Regions from separate parts of the Sus scrofa genome. Here region 1 is linked to region 2. Evidence: chromatin contacts called from public Hi-C data. All regions are on one chromosome and are shown on one strand. Each heading gives the region's core, a stretch centred on a gene start, on an enhancer-like site or on the middle of the called end of the contact. The rest is flanking DNA. Distances are from core to core; before and after follow the strand shown. Region 1 overlaps ENTPD4 (ectonucleoside triphosphate diphosphohydrolase 4). Region 2 holds the start of LOXL2 (lysyl oxidase homolog 2).

The links. Hi-C and Micro-C count contacts between places; a contact is called where the count stands out from the background.
Region 1: a contact with region 2 is called in a Hi-C map of fetal skeletal muscle, with 2.4 times the contacts expected there. The contact joins the enhancer-like site here to the promoter of LOXL2 in region 2.

Annotation. Positions count from the first base shown.
Region 1 is chr14:7,595,384-7,598,083 of Sscrofa11.1, forward strand. All of the region lies in intron 1 of ENTPD4 (ectonucleoside triphosphate diphosphohydrolase 4), which reads right to left. Among named protein-coding and RNA genes, the nearest start is that of ENTPD4, 7.7 kb to the right of the region's middle. Within about 2 kb of position 1,433, at least 4 of the 83 cell types and tissues checked have an H3K27ac peak or open chromatin away from gene starts, as enhancers often do. A contact at or near this core is called in fetal skeletal muscle, where this site is marked.
Region 2 is chr14:7,539,251-7,541,950 of Sscrofa11.1, forward strand. It overlaps LOXL2 (lysyl oxidase homolog 2), which reads right to left and starts at 1,449. Exons shown (of 14, transcript XM_021074114.1): 1 at 1,105-1,449.

The DNA.
Region 1 (2,700 bases), core at 183-2,682, 56 kb after region 2:
AGGAGACAGGCAGTCATCTGATAAATGTCTACCAGGTCTTTTTCCATGTACAAGGTACCACGTGAGGCTCCGTTTCCTAGGGAGCTCTTCGCCACCTTCACAGCTGCTTCCACTCCTCCAGCCCAGACCTGGCTCACAGAGAGAACAGGCAGCCATGGCCAGGGCCTCCTTCCAACCTGCCTGATCCAGAGGACGTGTGATAGTGGGGCTCTTTCTCGGTCTCGTGGCAGCGCTTTACCCCTGACCAGGCCGCTCAGGGTGCCATTCCCCTAGTCTGCCTCTTAGCCCTTGAACAGCTGCATCTCAGGGTCTTCCACGTCTCCGCATTCACACACACCTTGTCCACTCTGTTACCCAGGTCTTCTGTCCTGGCTCCAATCTCTTCTACTCTAAGCTCTGTTTCTGGTCAACTTCAGTTACTGCTTCAATGATCTGACACCTGGAACTTTCTTTCTCCACCCTGTGCTTTTCTTCTGAGTTATAGATACACATCTTCAAGCACCTACTGTTACACCCATCAGAACACTGCCCGGGCCCAGAAGAGACACTTCCAAAATGGAATCCTTCAACTGCAGCTCTCACCCGCTCCTAGTGCTCAATCCCACCCACTGCTCAAAGCAGCAACTAGGGAGTGTGCCTGATCCACCCCCACCACCCCTTCATCCTCCAAAGCCAGTTTCTTACAGAGACCTTCCATTCCTTTAATTTCGATTTATCTAAAATCTGTCCCTTTCCTTCAGGCTTTTGCCTGAGGTCAGTTTCTTCCCCTGACCCATCACGACGGTCCCTGACCTGAGGCTCTCCAACTCCTCAGCCAATAGCTTCAGGCAGAGTCTTCATCTGACACTGACATCCACCCCTACCCCTGCTCAGGTCCAGGATCCTGTTCATCTTGTGCTGGAAATCCTCCAAGGGCTCCCTTCGCTCATAAATAAAGGCCACGGGCCGTGCCCTGACTGCTCACCACCTGTTCCTGCTCTGACCTCCCTCTCCACTCTCCCCTTCTCATTCCAGTCCAGCACACCAGCGTCTGCACTGTCTGCACACGTGCCAGCCACTGTCTGGTCTCAGGGCCTCTGATGTGCTGCTTCTTCTACTTGGAAATAATTCATATGGCTCAGTTGTTCATGCCCTTCAGGTCTTTATTCAATGTCACTTTCTCAAGAAGCCTTGCCCTGGCCACCCAATCTGTAACTGTCAGCTCTCCCCTCCATCCAGCTCTCTTCCCTGAGTGACTTCTCCTCCTGGGTGTTTACTTATTTATTAACTACTTGTGTAGTGGTTATTATGTGCCAGGCCCTGCTCAAATGCTTTACAAGAACTCCTTTATTCCTCCTATCAACCATCGAGGTAGGTAGTATTTGCATAATATTTTACAGATGAAGCAGAGAGGCTAAGTAACATGTCTGAGGTCACCCAGCTAATAAAAGGTGATCATAAATAAAAGAGCTGACATTCAAGTATGTGAATCCACACCCTTAGCCTGTCCTCTAACGCAGTGCATGTGTTTGCATTTCTGTTGCTCATATGTCTCCCCCCTCCAGAATGCAAGCCCCTTCAGGGGCCAGATTTAGGTCTGCTTGACTGTCCGCGGCACTCCCAGCATGGCAGCCTCTAGGAAAAGGCCTGGCAATAAGTCACATTTCAGAGTTCTGGGACCCAGAAAGGTTAGAAACTTACATACCAGAGGAATCTTTCTAAAACGAGTGGGAATCATGACACTTTGTACCACCTCCCAACTTTTCTTCCGCACTCAGGAAAAAGTCCTAACTCCTTAGGATGGCCAAGGGGGCCCTCTTGACTGGTCTTGCGTTGTTCCATATGATAGCCATTGCCATGTGTGACTACTTAAAGTCATTAAAATTTAAAAATTCAGTTTCTTGGGAGTTCCCTGGTGGTCTAATGATTAGGATTCAGTGCGTTCACGGCTGCAGCCTGAGTTCAATCCCGGGTCTGGGAACTGAGATCCCACATCAAGCTACTCCATGCTGCAGCCAAAAAACAACAAAAAAACCGTTATATAAAAAAATTCAGTTTTGCCTGGCTCACAGTTATAACGAGTAAACTAGTGGTTACCAGTAGGGAGACGGAAGCAGGGAGGGGAAAGAGAGAAGTAGGGGATTAAGAGGTACAAACTACTATGTATAAAATAGGAGTTCCCGTCATGGCACAGTGGTTAACAAATCCGCTTAAGAACCATGAGGTTGCGGGTTCGATCTCTGGCCTTGCTCAGTGGGTTAAGGATCCGGTGTTGCCGTGAGCTGTGGTGTAGGTTGCAGACTCGGCTCGGATCCCGCGTTGCTGTGGCTGTGGCATAGGCCGGTGGCTACAGCTCCGATTTGACCCATAGTCTGGGAACCTCCATATGCCGTGGGAGCAGCCCAAGAAATGGCAAAAAAGACCAAAAAAAAAAAAAAAAAAAGATAAGCTATAAGGATATACTGTACAGCACAGGGAATATAGTCAATATATTATAATAACTATAAATTGAGCATAATCTTTAAAAATTGTGAGTCACTGTGTTGTAACACATGAATTTACACAACACTGTAAATCAACTATACCTCAATAAAAAAAAGAACTATATACTGGATAAATAATAACTCTTGAATGTATGTAACAATCTTCATGGATAAAGATGCTGTTTTAATGAACAAAATTTATTTAAAAGGGAGAGAAAAACGTTCAGTCTGTCAGTTG
Region 2 (2,700 bases), core at 199-2,698:
TATCGCAGGGCCCGAAGTTTCCCAGCTTCGAGAAGTTCAGTCCCCCTCCCCCACAGCGTGTCGCCGCCGCGCCTCGCTCCACCCAGGCTGGGCTTTGGTGGTCTTTCCCGGTTCGGGTGAGGGATGACGACGGAGAGGAAGGCATCTCGCCGGTTTCTTCCAATCATATTTATTCCGGCGCTGATTTACAGCGACACCTCCGGCGGGCAGCTACTTCAGAGCGTTCCAGAAGGTGTGGGCTGGGGGGCGGGGGCGGGGGCGGGAGCGTGGTGTCCAAAGCGCCTGCGTAAAACTTGGGGGCACTGAGGACAGAGGGAGTATCCGCACACCACCAGGATGAGCCCCAGGGCGATCCTGCACGTACGACCCATGGGTTCGCCTGTGCTGGTTCTTTCCTATTCCAGGGCCTCCCAGTGACTACGGCGGGAGAGGTTTCCTGGAACCCGGACGAGCCAAGAATGAATACCTCGGGTGCGGACCTCGCCGCTCAGCGCACAGGACTCAGGGCGCTCCTGCGCTCAGCCGAGGCTTTCTCGGGAGAAAACTGACTCCAGGCTGTGGGCTCTAGAGCTACCAGGCTCAGCCCCATGCCCCTACCCCGCCAACCCCAGCCCTGTGCGCTCCACATCCCCAAAGCCACAGCCCCGGGGACACTCCAGGGCGGCCCCCATCCCCGCGCGCGCTCCACACCTCAAAAGCCAGAAGTCCGGGCACCAGCGCAGTCCCCAGGGTCCCGCGCTCCTAGGCACCTACCGCGCACCGAGTCTCTCCTGGCTCTATCCTGCCTGGTCGCAGGAGCCCCTGGCGAGCAACGAACCAAGCGCCCTGCTCCCTGGGGCGCGCCTGCTGCGTCGGCTCGCAGAGTTCAGGCGAGGTGGGGCTGGGTGAGTCCGCCCTAGTCGGAGCAGGACCCGTTAGCCTGCACGTCCTCGTCTCTCCAAACATGAAGCCCTCCCTCTGGATGCCCGCCGCTCGAGTCCTGGGAACCCCAAGCAAGGCTGAGAGGGGGGCCCCGAGGAGAGCGGAGCCTGGAGACCCACCAGGACGCCCTGGCTTTCCCGAGAACCGCCATGGGGAGAGGGGACGCGCAGGCAGCGCTCTTACTTGGCAGCAGAAGTGCGCGCTGGCTCGGCTGGGGCCAGGCTTTCCACAGCGGCCCCTCTCCTGCGCCCGGCGCCGCGGAGCCCACTACCCGAACAGAGCAGACGAGCCGAAACTTCCGGCCGTTGGAAAAAGCGAGCTCCCAGTTTTAGGAAGCCGAGCGCCGGAGTAGCGCTTTTCCCGGTACTTTTAACCAGCGCCCCACAGCAAACCCTCCCCGGACCCACCCCCTTCCCTAAAGGCGGCCACCGCCGCAGGCCCGGCCTCCTGCCCCTTTTGTTCCGCGGGGAAGCCGCGCGCCAATGGGGCAGCCCTTCCCAGGCTCTTCTCGCCCAGGTTTCCGGAGCCTGAGTAGCTAGGGAGCGGACTTTTCCTCGGGAGATTCTTCCACACTCCAACCCCCTACCCCCCGCCTAGATCCTGGAATTTAACTCTTTGTGGTCCTAATCCACCAGCATTCGGGTCCGTGCCTAATCCATCTTCCTATCCAGAACCCGGCACTTTCTGGCTCGTAGTAGACGCTCAATAAAAACTGATGAATGAAAGACTTCAGAAACTTTCGTCCATCTCCGCTGGGTTTCTCCTCTCTGGAGGAAGCAGTTTCCGAAGGTGATTGCAAAGAGCCCCCTTTCTTCCAGCAGATCACATCTTCGGCCTCAGCCAAAATTCTTTCTCCCCTGAGGATCAATTTTCTCCTTTGTAATTAAAGGCTTTGGACTCAGTGACCTCTAAGGTCCGTCCCCACACCCGAGGGCCAGGATTAGCAAGCCTGGGCTAAGGGCGCATATTGTGCAGAAGGATCTCCATGCCTGGTTCTGAGGCTCACACTAGGGGCAAAGTGAGGGGGTCCTGCGGGCTGGGGGCATCCTCTGAGGAGATTCCCGGACCTCTTAAGCAAGAACAAGGTTTGGCTGGGCAGGAGGCAGCCAGCTGCAAAACAAGGCACCCATCTGTGGGGTGTCTATGCAGACAGAACCCAGAAGAGGACTTCCATTAAGGGTGGTGATCCTCCTCCAGGTCCTTATACTCTCTGCCCATTCGGGTCCCTCCCAGCAGACCCCAGCTCTAGCCCTGATAGGTGGCTAGTTCATCTAGTCCATCTCAGATCCACTAGAGGGGGATAGCTCTAGTCCATCTCAGACTCCAGCAAAAACTTCCCTCCTCTAGGGTGGACTTTCGTAAATCCACGGCTCTCTAGGACATTCCCACAGCCACAGCTAACCTAGCAAGTCTCAAACTTAGCACCCTAACTCACAGCCCTCCACCCTGTGAGTTCTCTTCTGCCCTCCTTCCTACCCTCCACACGGAATCAACCCCTGGTCTGGTGGGTGGTGAAGCCAAGGAACAGGAGGGAGGTGGGTGTGGTTCTAAAAGGGCACCGGGAGTTCCTGTGCTGTTGGAACTGTTCAGTATCTTGGCTGTGGTAGTGGATGCAAGAAGCTACGCAGGTGATATAATTGTATAAACTTAATATACACAAGGACACACACACACTACACACAAAGTACAGGTAAAACAGGAAATCTGAATAAGATCAGCGGATTGCATCAAAGTCAATATTCTAGTTGTGATTTTGTCCTACAGTTTTGCAAAATGTCA